5 separate regions of the Mus musculus genome follow, and regions 1, 2, 3 and 4 are each linked to region 5. A link is a contact called in public HiChIP or PLAC-seq and promoter capture Hi-C data. All regions are on one chromosome and are shown on one strand. The core of a region is the stretch at or near the end of the contact, and the rest is flanking DNA. Distances in the headings are between cores, read along the strand shown.

Region 1 (2,700 bases), core at 178-2,677, 480 kb before region 5:
TTTAGGGATTAAGATTCCACTGGGGAAACTAGGCAGGTGGTGGCATACTCCTTTAATCCCAGCACTCTGGAGGCAGAGACAGGCAGCAGATCTCTGAGTTGGAGGCCAGCCTGGTTTACAGAATGATTCCAGGACAGCCAAGTCTACACAGAGAAACCTATTTCAAGGAAAAAAAAAAAAAAAAAAAAAGATTTCACATCGAAGCCGGGCAGTGGTGGAGGGGCAGAGACAGGTAGGAAGTCAAGGCCAGTCTGGTTTACAGGTCGAATTCCTGGCTTCCTGGAAACTCTGTCACAAAACAAAACAAAAACCAAAACAACCCTCCACAACACCCCCCCCCCAAAAAAAAAACCCACACAGAAAAAGATTCCACATAGATCATAGATTCCTGCCACCTACTTGAGTTTATCTGTAATGGACTTCAAAGCTAACTGCCCAGTTGCAGGTCTCTAGCACCTAAGAGTGTCCAGTTCTCATTCCTCACTGTCTGGCCTTTTGCCTGCTGACTCGGTGCAATAGGTATTTTTGAGAATATGATGGGGAACTCAGGGTCTGGGGCAGAGGTACAGGTCTGGAGTCCCATCATGTCAAAGGTGAAGACAGAAGGACCTCGAGTTCAAAGCCAGCCTGGATCACATGACAGCTACTCTGCCTCAGCTCTCCTTTCCCTCAGAAGAATAATAAGGTAGAATTGGGTAGCAGAAGATGTAGCCTGGAACATGGTGAAAAACAGTGAATACTGGGAGGCAGGGGCAGGTGGATCTTTGATTTCAAAGCCAGCCTGGTCTACATAGTGGGTTCTGGGACAGCCAGGGCCACACAGAGACACCCTGTCTTGGAAAAACAAAACGCAAACATAAAACCTTGAATACCAGGCTCTGTTCCACAAACCCATTGCACAGTCCCAGACCAGGTAAATCGGGCTCTGCAGCGTGCTATTCCACAGTCCCCGAAGAGGGCAGCATGCTCTGTACCAGAGCAAGAGATGCTTGCAGGAAACCACCTGTGTTGGTGATGTGCACTGAGCAGTTTGCAACACCCCTGTCTTTCCTCCCCAGTTTGAATGCTAACCCTTACTGTTGCTCGAAAGAGGCCTCCGGATAACTGGCCTCCACTCCGACTTCAGCACACATTCTAAGGATGAAGGGGAAAAAAAGAGTCACTTGCACTGGGTAGCCTAGAGAAACGGAGCAGGGTTACACCTGCCAGGCGACTAGCTCAACCGGGGCTCCTTTAAGGCCAGAGCAGGAGGAGTGGCCTTTAAGAACGCCCAGGCAAGGGAAGATCTTTCAGGTGACGTAAGGCGGAGCAATGGGCGTGGCCTCTCCAAGCCTGGCAGCCAGGAAAGGGGCGGAGCTCGAGATGACGAAACACCGGGGAGGGGGCAGGGGTTCATTGATAAAAACGTCGGACTCCCCCTTGCCCTGGCGCGATCGCAGCGTAGAGAAACCAGGCAGCGCCACGCGCGGCCGGGGCCGGGCGGAACCGAGAACCAGCTCGGCAGGCGCTGCGCCGCGCCGTCCGCATGGAGCCCGCCGCCGGCTTCTTGTCTCCGCGCCCCTTCCCGCGCGCGGCTGCCCCGTCCGCGCCCCCCGCCGGCCCGGGGCCGCCTGCCAATGCCTCCCCGCGATCGGAACCTGAGGTGCTGGCCGGGCCACGGGCGCCGGATCCTCCTGGTCGCCTCATCACCGACCCTCTCAGCGGCCGTACCTACACCAAGGGTCGCTTGTTGGGCAAGGTGGGTCGGGGCTCCGGGGTAGCGTTGACGGAGGTGGAGGGGAGCTCTGCGGACCCGACCGGGCCACTCCGGAGGTGGAGAGGAGCTCTACGGGCCGGATCCGGCCACTCCGGAGCGCCCAGATCGATGATGCAGCTTCTTCTTTCTAGGGGGGCTTCGCACGCTGCTATGAAGCCACTGACACCGAGTCTGGTATAGCCTACGCGGTCAAAGTCATCCCACAGAGTCGCGTCGCCAAGCCGCATCAGCGCGAGAAGGTGGGTCCAGGCCCTGCGGTCCAAGGGATGGGGAGGGGATGGTGGCGTGGGAACCCTGGAAAGATGAGGATTTCACTCCCCTGTCGCAGATCCTAAATGAGATAGAGTTGCACCGAGACCTACAGCACCGCCATATCGTTCGCTTTTCACATCATTTCGAGGATGCTGACAACATATACATTTTCCTGGAGCTCTGTAGCCGAAAGGTCCGGAATGGGGGCGGGGTGGGTTCATTGGGAACAGGGGTAGGGGAGGAAGCGGGTTCTTAAGATCCAAAGCTGTTCTTGTCATCTTTAGCAAACACAGATGGAGGGAGGGTCTGGGAAGGCAAGCGGGGTCTGAAACAGTGACTTTCTGCAGTCCCTGGCCCACATCTGGAAGGCCCGACACACCCTGTTGGAACCAGAGGTTCGCTACTACCTGCGCCAGATCCTTTCTGGCCTCAAGTACTTGCACCAGAGGGGTATCTTACACAGAGATCTCAAGCTGGGTGAGATTCCTGCGTCTGGTCTGAAGGGTGGAGACCTGCGGAGGGATGAAAGGCGTTAAGAATCTGACGCGTCTCTCTGCTACTGTCTAGGAAATTTTTTCATCACGGATAACATGGAACTGAAGGTGGGGGATTTTGGGCTGGCAGCTCGATTAGAGCCCCCAGAGCAGAGGAAAAAGTGAGTGAGGGGATGGTGGCCACAGCCTGTTTGTGAC
Region 2 (2,700 bases), core at 18-2,517, 510 kb after region 5:
TTAGAAATGCAGACTCAGGCTGATGAGATAGCTCAGCGGTTAAGAGCACCATCAGCTCTTCCAAAGGTCCCGAGTTCAAATCCCAGCAACCACATGGTGGCTCACAACCATCCGTAACAAAAATCTGATGCCCTCCCTCTTCTGGAGTGTCTGAAGACAGCTACAGCATACACACATATAATAAATAAATAAATCTTTAAAAAAAATGCAGACTCTCAGGTCTGGGGCTGGGGCTGGGGCTGGGGCTGGGGCTAGAGATGGCTCAGCAGGTAAGAGCACATACGACTCTTAGAGAGGACCCGAGTTCAGTCCTAGCACCCATGTTACATAGTTCACAACTCTAAGTCCAGCTTCTAGGGATCTGTTGCCCTTCTGTGGCCTCTAGACACCTGTACTCATGTGTACATATCCCTACATGAACATACTTTTAAAATACTTGTAATTAAGATAGAAAATTATCTTTAAAATTAATCTTTAAAAAAGATTTTAATTCCTGGTAAGGCAGTGGCAGGTGGATTTCTGTGAGTTCAAAGCCGGTCCACTCTACATAGCAAGTTCTAGGCTATGGACCACACAGTGAGACCCTCTCTGTAAAAAAAGAAAAGCCAGACTGTGGTGGCACCTGCCTTTAACCCCAGTAGAGGCAGGAGGATCTCTTAGTTCCAGGACAGCCTGGTCTACAGTGGGTTCTAGGGCTACACAGAAAAACCCTATCTTGGTAAAACAAAACAAAAGCCAATGCAGGACCTCAGGCTCTAACTTGCCAGGGTTTTCAGAGTACCCATATTTACAGTCAGTCTTAGGAAGCACCTCTTTTGTTAGCCCATGTAAGATGAACATCAAGATTTGTGGATTCCTTCAATTTTAATAATGGTTGTTTCTCACTGGCCAGGGGGATTGCCCTTCTATTACTCTTTCAGCTGATTTCTAGATGCTGGGAGGTGTCTGTGAACTGAGTGGCTGTATTCTAGCCCCTGTAACAGGCACAGCTCCTGAGCAGAAAGCCTTCCAAAACCTCTGCAGCCGTGTTACCTCGATTGGGGCTACTTTTCATCCAGAAAATATTTATTAGCTTCCTGCTGCGTGTCTAGTTGGTGCCAACACAGGGAGAAGGCACTGAGCTTTCTTTGAGGTCTTCAGTTCCAAATCCAGGATCACCTAGTCGAACGCCTCCAGGGCTAGAAGTTGTGTGCATACCACTCGGTACCTCGCTCCCCCAACTGCGCGGCTTTTCTGAGCGTTACGGCGCCCTCCTCCTGTTCCCCCACCCCACCCCCCGCGCGGGGCGGGCGGGGATCCACGGGTTTCGCTCCGCGTTCGTAGCAGAGAAGGGAGGACCCTTGGGAACCGGACCCTGGTCGCCCAGTCCTGTTCTGGCTTGGGCCCACATGGAGGGGACCGCGGAGTCCCAGACGCCGGACTTGCGAGACGTGGAGGGCAAGGTGGGCAGGAAGATCCCTGAAGGACTGCTCCGCGGGCTTCGAGGCGAGTGCGAGCTGGGAACCTCTGGGGACGTGCTGCTCCCGGGGGCGCCCAGCACCGGCCACGGCCTAGGGGACAAGATCATGGCGCTGAGGATGGAGCTGGTGAGTGTGGGTGCTACAGGCCACGGGGAACGGGATATTTGTAGGGGCAGGGGCAGGTTCCCGGAGTTGGGCTGGAGAAGAGGGTCCTTCCAAGATCAATCCATACATCCTGGGTTGAAAGCAGAGTGAAGTGACGTCTCATTATTTGTCTCCCAAGGGTGAATGAAGGGTTGATAGGTCCTGAGAACTGAGAGTAGGAGGCACATCTCTTGGAAGTTTTCCCTGCCCAATAATCGGAAGGAGAGAGGCGAGGGCTAAGTAGCACACAAAAAAAACTTAGTACAGCGCAAATTCTTCCCATCGGCATCCGGGGCCACCAATTTCTTCAGACTCCACTATAAGGCAACCGTTTTCTGCCCCCTTCTCTGGCAAACAGGGGAAGAGGTTTTGTTCTTAAGGCCCTAGGGTGTTCGTGTCAGGATTCAGAAAAAAAAAAAAAAAGAGCTTTGGTGAGGTAATACCTGCTGGAAACTGCCTGCACTGGTGGGGCACACTAAAAACCTGTCCTTTTCCTAAGCATCCCACCATCACGGTATTAGACGTTCGAAGACCTTAATAGAGGCACAGTAGCACCACAGTACGAGTTGGTCCTTCACCTGGGGCTCAGTCTCAGACAGAGTCTCAGGGTCTCTGTACCTTCTTGCAGAAAGGGGGAGGAAACAGCCACACCTCCCCACCCCCTTCTCTGGTAGCTGTTGGTCTGGTTTCTGAGCCAAATGGGCAGCCGGGTCCCAGCGGTCTCTCCTGGGGCCCTGGTTCCGGTGAAAGAGATGAATTACACCTGCCACCACTTTGCAGCCAGTTCTGGAGAACTGAGGAACTGCCAGCTACTCACTGGCTCTGAACCAGAAGCCCACACTGGCTTAACAAGTCTTCCTGGGGCCCCACTGTGTGCACAACCTGTGGCAAGCAGATCTGGAAGGGTGGAAGGAAGGACATGGGACCTTGAAGGCAGGTCCAGGGCTTTCATTCTATGGTAAGAGAGGCTAAGAGAACCTTCGGAGCTGAGTGGTCAGAGAGGATCGCTGAGGGCAGGATCTGAATGCCAAGTGTGCATTTGGCTTTGAAGGTTGTATCTGAGTGCCAGATTCTGCTGAGCAGGGCTGTGGCTGTA
Region 3 (2,700 bases), core at 173-2,672, 480 kb after region 5:
GCTCTGAACTCCGTAAGAACCAGGCTCACACATCAGAGATATGCAGGCAAAAGGATGTAAAGAAGGAGGAGGAGGAGGAAGAGGAGGAAAAGGAGGAGGAGGAGGAGGAGGAAGAGGATGATGACGGTGACCTTGAAGTCTTGTGGGTTTTGTGAAAGGAAGAGGAAAAACAACCATTTCCTGTTCTGTGGTGAGAACAGAGGACCATGATCATATCCTTGAAAGTGTGTGTGTGTGTGTGTGTGTGTGCACCCATGTGCAAGTGTATGTGTGTGCATATGTATGAGCGTGCATATGTATGAGCATGTGTGTGTGTTCTCATAAGTGTATGCACATGAATGTACATTTGTTTGTGTGTGCATATGTGTGTGTGTGCGTGCACGCACGTGCTCACGAGTGTGTGCATATACTTATGTGTGTGTGAACACGCAAGAGACAGTGTGAGACATGTTCATTTACATTCAAGAGTACCACTCTGCTGGGCAGTGGTGGTGCATCCCTTTAATCCCAGCACTTGGGAGGCAGAGGCAGGCAGATTTTTGAGTTTGAGGTCAGCCTGGTCTACAGAGTGAGTTCCAGGACAACCAGGTCTACACAGAGAAACCCTGCCCTGTCTTGAAAAACCAAAAGAAAAAAGGAAAAAAAAAAAGAGTATCACTCTATGTTATATACGTGACTGAGTTTTTTTTTTTAAAGATTTATTTATTATTATATGTAAGTACACTGTAGCTGTCTTCAGACACACCAGAAGAGGGAGTCAGATCTTGTTACGGATGGTTGTGAGCCACCATGTGGTTGCTGGGATTTGAACTCTGGACTTTCGGAAGAGCAGTCGGGTGCTCTTACCCACTGAGCCATCTCACCAGCCCTTTTTTTTTTTAAGATTTATTTATTATTTATTATATGTAAGTACACTGTAGCTGTCTTCTGACACTCTAGAAGAGGGAGTCAGATCTCATTATGGATGGTTGTGAGCCACCATGTGGTTGCCGGAATTTGAACTCAGGACCTTCGGAAGAGCAGTCGGGTGCTCTTACCTGTTGAGCCATCTCACCAGCCCCCCGTGACTGAGTTTTGTGTGTAAACATATGGGTGGCAGCTCGAGCAGATGTGGGTGCCAGTAAACACACAGTTTCAAGGTAAGAATCATATCACACTATTGTGAGCGAGGCACCCAAAAGTTCTAGAAAGCTACTTGTCCAGCTCCTGACACTGCTGCCCCATACACCCCTTTTCAGGAGAGGCAGAGTCTATGGTGACATTTCCAGGTAGAGATTTAATTATTGCTTTCAGTGTTGGGAACTTATCTCCAGGCAGTAGGGGGCAGCAGGGGCAAAGAAGGCTAATCAGCCTTGGGTGGGGCCAGCGGGCGGGCCTGCGGCCAGGAGGTTTTAAAACACCTGCCCCACCTGTAGGTGAGTAGTGTTTTGCGAGGACTAGCCGCTCCTTCAGCGTTCTGCCAGCACACTGAGTGGCAGTTTCCTGGAGCTGTTCTGTTCCTTCTGGAGTGCAACAGATCCCGTTCAGAACCTATTGCCAAGAGCCCTGAAGCAGGTGATGGCATAGACCAGGGATTAATCTATGAATAGGTACCAGTCTAAAAACAGGTTTGGGGTGCTAGAAAAAGCCATTGGTGGGTACTGAAGAATCTGAGATTGGTTTAGAAAGAGGATTAGGAAAGACAGGTGTCAGGCAAGGGTGTTGAGTGGTCTGGAGTGTGAGATCAGGCTTGTAATACCTGCATGGGGATCTGGGGATATTAAGATCTGAGAACTAGTACAGGTGGGCATACGTGTCAACAAAAGGACTGGAAAAAGTTCTGAGATATTAGAGTCCAGATGCAGGGGAAATTTGGTGAGAAATAACAAGATGTTGGACTCAAAAAAACACAGCCAGCCCAGGGCAAGTGGGAGGTAAGGCCCTAATTTGTGCATGTCTGTTTCCCAGGACACACCATGCAGTGCTTCAAATTCATTAAGGTCATGATGTTCCTCTTCAATCTACTCATCTTTGTAAGTATGGTGGTTGTGGGTTTCCTGGGGTTCCTTACAAAAGCAGGTCACAGTCTGAACAGAGGCCAGGCTGGAGAATGGGAAACTAGGTACCCAGACTCTGCCCTGTAAATTTTCCTATATGAGAAGGAAGCAGAGGGTCTTCCCAAATGCTGATTCCTGATTCCACTAACAACCTGACTGCCACACAGAGGTTTGGGTGAAGATGCGGAAGGCTAGGGATGGAGAAGCTTGAGTCTCTCACCTCCCTTCTAGGAAGGATCATTCTGGGGCAGGGCTGGCTAGCAGGAATGATTGTCCCCCCTCCCCCATTTTAAAATAGGCATTCACGGTTCAGAGAGGAAAGGGGCTCTGCTTAAGTTTATAGTGTAAAAGGCAATTCAGTGACCACCGTGCGTTGAAAAAGCTGAGAGTCTTATCCATGCCTCTTAGTTGACTCAATAAGTACTCATTGACTGGGCTGGCATTTAAGGGTCTGAGATTGTTGTTCAGTGGTAGAGCATTTGCTTAGCATGCACGAGTCCACAAACAAAAAGGAAAATATTCATTGACTAAGACTCAGTGCTATGTGCTAGGGTAGAGCCAGGCCATTCACTGCCCTTGAGAATCTCAGGTTCAGTAAATCAGATAGGCTGATCATTGTCAAAGAGGCTGATAATTGCTATATATACTGACAATTGCAAAGTGG
Region 4 (2,700 bases), core at 138-2,637, 440 kb after region 5:
TCTCCCTGGCTTCTGACTGCTGAGTCTTAACCTCATGATTCTGTTCTTGTGGAATTCACTGCAGGCTTTATTCCCCAACCACAACTGAAACACATCCCTTGGATTAAGTCTTCTTTTCCAAGACAATAGAGGAATTGAGCCCAGAATCCTAGCTTGATATGGGGCTTTGTGGTTGCTGTTTCTGCAGTGTTTGCCTAGGACCCTGCAAATAAGAACCAGGCAGTACCCATCTCACCCGTGAATTGCTTCAGTTCTGAAACGCTTAACTCAATAACAGACCACTAAGACTTCTCTGTTTTGTTTGTTTTTTTTTTTTTCTTCTCTTTTTCTGACCAAGTCATATATTGAGGAAAATGATTATACCCTAGTACCACTTCAGCCAGTTCTATCTAACAATCTGTGTATACGCCTTAAGCCCAGAAGCTCTAAATATGGCCTTAGTTGAAAAAGAAGTCTTCAAAGGTGTAAGTAAAAATCTTGCAAGGAGATTGTCATAGGTTCAAGGTGAATTATCGATCCAGTGACAAATGTCCTTGTGACAAATGGGAAGAAGTAGATCTGAGACACAGCCATACACAGAAAGCTGTTTGAAGACAGTGGCAGGGGTCAGAGCAATACCTTTACAAGCCAGAAAGCACCAAGAATTACATGGCAACCCCCAGAATCTAGGAGAAGACATGCATTCTCTCTCAGAGTCTCCAGAAAGTCCTAACTAGTCCTGCCTACATCTTGGCTTTGAACCTTTGGACTTTAGCCCTCCAGTATTATGAAAGAATAAGTTTCTATTGTTTTAAGCCAGCCAGTTGTGGTAAGACACTATCGCAATCCTAGAGAAGTAATACCACAAATACCAGGCCGTCTTCTTCTTCTATATATTTTTTTAATGTTTAGAGACAAACTCTTATGCTGGAGCCCAAGCTGTCTGGCCCTCGGACTCGACTCACTGTAGTCTTCATATGTCAGCCTTCCAAGTGTTGGGACTAGAAGGGTAAACCATCATACTCCGTTCCATAATTTTTAAAATATTTTCCCATTTAGTTCATTTGTTTATTTTTAAATGGTGTCATGCTCTGGGACTGCTAGTGCACACCTTTAATCCCATTACTAAAGCGGATGGATCTCTGTGAGATCTAGTCAAGTTCTACACAGTGAGACCCTTGGGGGTAAGAGGGGTACACTTTTATAATTTTTTATAAGAAAATAAGTGAGGATGTTTTCATATATTTTCTTCTATGTATCTGAATGATTCGTTCATTTCAAGGACCCTCCAGTCTAGATCAGGTAGCCCAAAGAGTATCGCTTATGGATTATGGCCTGACACTGAATGAAGATCATGTCCTAGGCTGGTGAGTCTATTATCCCATTGTAGTGATGCCTTCAACATGAAATCTCCTTCCTTAACTTGCACAGGACTTTGCTCCTTGTCATAGGTGACCCCACCCAGGCCAAGTTAATTAGTTTTCCTTTCATAAATATTTTGAAATAGTACTCCCCCACCCAAATTAGACTTTTAAAGGATTGGACTTGACAAAGTATCAACCTCTGGAGCTGGCTATGGGTACTGTTCACCCTAACACTGAATTTCAAAGGAAACTACTCTTAAGGAAACCAAAGAAGGCAGGGCCTGGTGGAACTACCTACATTTCCAGACATAGAGATCACAAGGTCAAGGACTTTCTGAGCTACAGAGTGAATTCGGGGCTAGCCTTGTCCAGTGAAAGCCTGTCTCAAAACAAAAAAGTAAAAAGAAGGCTAGGAGGCAAGATCTTTAGGAGTTCAGGATCAACCTGGACTACATAGAGAGTTCCAGACCAGCCAGGATACATAGCATGACCCTGCCTCAAAAAGAGGGGGGCAGGGAGGGAGGAGGTCTGAGGATATGTAGAAGAATTTCACAACCAAAGACCTTCTAGGTCTGTGTGATCTGGCTGGAATGCAGACACACCTTTAGTACACACCTTTAATCCCAAACAATGAAGGTAAAGTTTAGTTTGTAGAAGGAAGCACCCATGTTTGAAAGTGATGTCTAATTGAGTGGTAGACAAAATGTTGAAGCAGAGAAAGATTTGATAGAATTAATATATACTCAACTCCCAGGAAAACAAGAGAAAAAAAGAAGCTACATAGCAGTGCAGAGAGAGGGAGGAGAAAGGGCAATCTTACTAGGACAGTTGTACAGAGACAGGTTACAGAGAGAGAACAACTAGACACAGGTGAAGACAGAAGGAGCCAGAGAATGAAGAGTCAGAAGTTTAGCAGATGGCTAGAGGCAGAGCTAAGAGAAGCCAGAGTGAATCAATCTTAGAGGTGAGTTTGAGCTAGAACAGCTGAGTTAAATCAGCTAGCCAGTGATCAGAAAGAGTAAGAAAGGGTGGGCTAATTCAACAGCAAGTCTCAGAGGCTGAAAACATGCTAGGCCAAGATTAGGTTCTATGGCGGCTTCTGAAACTAGGCCTAGGCTAGCAGTAAGCCTCTGAGATGACAATTACATCAGGCAAGTAAGTAAAAGATACTTTTACAAGGATAGAGTTGTATGACAGAGTGCTTATCTAACATGCATAAGACCCTAGGTTCAACCCCAGTGTTGAAGATGGAAGGAAGGAAGGAAGGAAGGAAGGAAGGAAGGAAGGAAGGAAATCATATGAATAGAATAGAGTTAAAAGACTGAATGAATACATGGAGTAACCAGTTTCTTGAGTT
Region 5 (2,700 bases), core at 68-2,567:
AATAAATTTTTGTTTTTGTTTTTTTGAGACAGGGTTGCACTCTGTAGAACAGGCTGGCCTTGAATTTGGAGATCTGCTTGCCTCTTCTCCTGATTGCTAGGATTAATGGCATGTATCACCACCACCTGGTAATAAAATAATTTTTTAAAAAGAAAAGAAAAAGAGCTGAGTGCACGTCTTTAATTTTAGCATTTGGGAGTCAGAGCCAGACAGATTACTATGATTTGGAGGCCAACCTGGTCTACAATAGTGAGTTCCAGGACAGTCAGAGTAGTGAGACTGATGAAGGCTGGTCCCCATGTTGAAGCCCGTTCCCTAGCTTAAAGTCACCTCGAGCTTGGCTGTAATTCTTTTGTTTCATTTCTGTTGGCCACTCCATATTGTTGACACAAAACATATTGCACTTTGATTGTAAACACACACACACACATACACACACACACACAATTTGACTCAGAGATCAAATTGACCATATATTCTGAGGATGACGATGATTATGATTGGAAATTTCCCAAATGCAGCCTTCACTCAGCCAAGCAAGATATAACAGGGCAGCTTGAACTGTTAAGTTCAAACTACTAAAAAAACTTGGAGAGGGGCCGACCGCTCTATAGCCCTCCTTCACCCACTTAGGAGCCCATTGTGTTTTTTCCCTTTATAAGCTATCCCTGGGAAACACACACACCCCACCTTTATGTGGGTGCTCATGGAAGTCAGAAGAGAGTATTAAATCCCCTGGAGCTGGGGTTACAGGTGGTTGAGAACCTCCTGACATGAATGCTGGTACTGAACTTGGGTTCTCTGAAAAAGCGGCACCCCTTCTCTCCATCTTCAAATGTTTTCCTTTTAGATAGGGGATCATAAATCTCAGGCTGGCCTCAAAGTCAATGTATAGGAGGCAAGAAAAACTGAATCTTCTGATTCTCCTTGCTTCCACCTCCCAAGTGCTGGGATAACGACTCAATTTTATGCCGTGCTGGGATTTTGAACCCAGAACTTTATGTTAAGCAAGCACTGTATTAATTTAGCTATACGGCCCCAGCTCATATTTATGAAGTCTTTTGCACAGGGCTAAAGTGCAAGGTACTGAGTGAAAGATCAGTAACTTTCTAAAATGGGGTTTGCAGAGGCAAGATTTTCTGTATTTTTTGGTCAAACTTTGTATCAGGCCCGCTCGGGGATTCCGACAAATTCACTTTAGAGAAAGAAAGACAGGCGGCCAGAAGGACCCCCTAGGTATCATAGAGGATCTCTTCAGAAAGTATAAGAATCTATGCCTAGAGAGGTGCCTGCGCGGTGCACTGTGGGCCGGTTGTGGGCGCGGCCAGCCACCCAAGACTGTCCACGTAGCTTGTGCGCATGCACAGTTTCGGGACCCCGGCCCTTCCAGACGTTCGTGGTGGAGTGAGAGGTTCCCAGGGGAGGAATGTGCAAAGTCCCAGCTTTGGCTTCTACTCCCTCTTCTACTTCGCAGGACAGTGGGGGTCTCCTCCGTCCTGCGCGTAGTTCTGGGAGCCGGGCCCTCGCTCCTCCCTGGGGTGGGGCTGCCGCTTCTCCGCCGGACTTAAGTCGGGCCCTGTTGCCTCAGTACTGGAGTGCAGAGCTGAATTCGGGCCACTTTGTCTTTTCCACAGCCTGTGCTCACTGCCAAGGTGAGTTCTTCCTGCTGCTGACTCGTCTTTTTCTCCTGAGTTAAAGGCGAGGGTCCTTCAGTACCACAGGTCAGGGCCAGGATTGAGCGAATGGCGCCAGCACGTCGAGGGATGCGATTTAGTTTCGCGTTTGAGCACTTCCTCCTATTCTGTTCTCAGATAACGTGTTTCTGGACCTCGGTTTCCTCAGAGTTGGAATGAGCAAGGAAATCATTAGTGCTGTAGGGAGGACTGGGATAAACCTTTGAATGTGTCTGGTGCATATCTCGTGCTTTTGCCATCTCTTTGTTTGGTCATCTGCTCGAAATTTCTAGGCGCTCTGCCTTTCCTAATGGCGGTACAGGGATATTCCTAGGAAGTGGCGGAAGTGGGGAGAGATTAGCTTGCTCAAGCCTCTGCCTTAGGTTTGAGAAAATTTGAACATCTCCTGTCGCTACGGAGCCTTTTAAAGTGAAAATACTTGAATCTTCACATTACCGAGCCTACCATTAATGGACTCTACTGTTTAGACTTTTCGTAGGACCGCAGGACCTGCTCAGCTTCTGATCAGGCCTGTTAACTTTTCCCAGGTTGCACTTCAGCAGCGATACAGGTTTAATTCCAGTATGAATCTTTCCTGCCCGGCAGAATTGGTTATTATTTATAGGTAGTTTTGGAGACAGAGTCTCTTTGAAGAATTTTTGCTAAAAATTAATGTTTTGTCTGCTATGTAAGTATGTGTACCTTGTGGGTGCCTGGTGCCCATGGAGGTCATAAGAAAGGGACATATTCCCTGGAACTAGAGTCAAACTCCGCCCCGGACAAGCCCTTTACCAACTGAACTACACCTCCAACCCAGATTTTTTTTTTTTTAGTACTTGCTCAAAGTTAGTAAAATACTAACAGGTGTAGGTCAGAGGTAGAATTGGCGTGTGTAAGGCCTTGGGATTGTCCCCCAGCCCCTTGACACACATAGATACATGACTTTTCTTTGGTTTTCCAAGATGGATTGAAGATACCGAAGTCAGTGACTTCCTCAGGTGCTTCTCCAGCAAGCTAAGCTGTCCAG

Evidence for each region. Promoter capture Hi-C pulls out the DNA fragments that hold promoters and counts their contacts. HiChIP or PLAC-seq counts read pairs in DNA pulled down with a chosen protein or histone mark.
Region 1: a promoter capture Hi-C map of neural stem cells shows a contact between it and region 5. The contact joins the promoter of Plk3 here to the promoter of Akr1a1 in region 5. A contact is called at or near these places in 3 of 39 promoter capture datasets (hippocampal neurons, liver and neural stem cells), 4 of 484 Hi-C or Micro-C datasets (CD4 T cells, forebrain, myocytes and 1 more), 6 of 115 datasets of contacts at active chromatin or transcription factors (the 230-238 cell line, astrocytes, embryonic midbrain and 2 more) and 2 of 9 other capture datasets (liver and pancreatic islet).
Region 2: a contact with region 5 is called in an H3K27ac HiChIP or PLAC-seq map of embryonic stem cells, with 5 times the contacts expected there. The contact joins the promoter of Lurap1 here to the promoter of Akr1a1 in region 5. A contact is called at or near these places in 12 of 39 promoter capture datasets (3T3-L1-derived adipocytes, the C10 cell line, the HPC-7 cell line and 8 more), 2 of 15 datasets of contacts at CTCF or cohesin (large pre-B cells and pro-B cells), 2 of 484 Hi-C or Micro-C datasets (embryonic stem cells and nephron progenitors), 21 of 115 datasets of contacts at active chromatin or transcription factors (the 230-238 cell line, the NIH/3T3 cell line, the SCID.adh cell line and 17 more) and 4 of 9 other capture datasets (adipose tissue, embryonic stem cells, liver and 1 more).
Region 3: an H3K4me3 HiChIP or PLAC-seq map of the SCID.adh cell line shows a contact between it and region 5, with 13 read pairs. The contact joins the promoter of Tspan1 here to the promoter of Akr1a1 in region 5. A contact is called at or near these places in 17 of 39 promoter capture datasets (the C10 cell line, the HPC-7 cell line, HPC-7-derived erythroid cells and 12 more), 3 of 15 datasets of contacts at CTCF or cohesin (embryonic stem cells, large pre-B cells and pro-B cells), 7 of 484 Hi-C or Micro-C datasets (the Ba/F3 cell line, the G1E-ER4 cell line, the HL-1 cell line and 3 more), 21 of 115 datasets of contacts at active chromatin or transcription factors (the 230-238 cell line, the NIH/3T3 cell line, the SCID.adh cell line and 18 more) and 5 of 9 other capture datasets (adipose tissue, embryonic stem cells, liver and 2 more).
Region 4: a contact with region 5 is called in an H3K27ac HiChIP or PLAC-seq map of embryonic stem cells, with 6 read pairs. The contact joins the enhancer-like site here to the promoter of Akr1a1 in region 5. A contact is called at or near these places in 2 of 39 promoter capture datasets (the HPC-7 cell line and hippocampal neurons), 4 of 115 datasets of contacts at active chromatin or transcription factors (the 230-238 cell line, the NIH/3T3 cell line, embryonic hindbrain and 1 more) and 1 of 9 other capture datasets (adipose tissue).

What each region holds. Positions count from the first base shown.
Region 1 is chr4:117,132,690-117,135,389 of GRCm38.p6, reverse strand. It overlaps Plk3 (polo like kinase 3), which reads left to right and starts at 1,427. Exons shown (of 15, transcript NM_013807.3): 1 at 1,427-1,738; 2 at 1,888-1,995; 3 at 2,085-2,201; 4 at 2,356-2,485; 5 at 2,576-2,663. The coding sequence starts at 1,526.
Region 2 is chr4:116,143,183-116,145,882 of GRCm38.p6, reverse strand. Lurap1 (leucine rich adaptor protein 1) reads left to right here and starts at 1,267. Exons shown (of 2, transcript NM_026547.1): 1 at 1,267-1,586. The coding sequence starts at 1,389.
Region 3 is chr4:116,166,320-116,169,019 of GRCm38.p6, reverse strand. It overlaps Tspan1 (tetraspanin 1), which reads left to right and starts at 1,422. Exons shown (of 8, transcript NM_133681.4): 1 at 1,422-1,554; 2 at 1,948-2,012. The coding sequence starts at 1,956.
Region 4 is chr4:116,208,153-116,210,852 of GRCm38.p6, reverse strand. No RefSeq gene overlaps it. Among named protein-coding and RNA genes, the nearest start is that of Pik3r3, 12 kb to the left of the region's middle. Within about 2 kb of position 1,387, at least 24 of the 459 cell types and tissues checked have an H3K27ac peak or open chromatin away from gene starts, as enhancers often do. A contact at or near this core is called in the NIH/3T3 cell line and embryonic stem cells, where this site is marked.
Region 5 is chr4:116,650,291-116,652,990 of GRCm38.p6, reverse strand. It overlaps Akr1a1 (aldo-keto reductase family 1, member A1 (aldehyde reductase)), which reads left to right and starts at 1,317. Exons shown (of 9, transcript NM_021473.3): 1 at 1,317-1,652.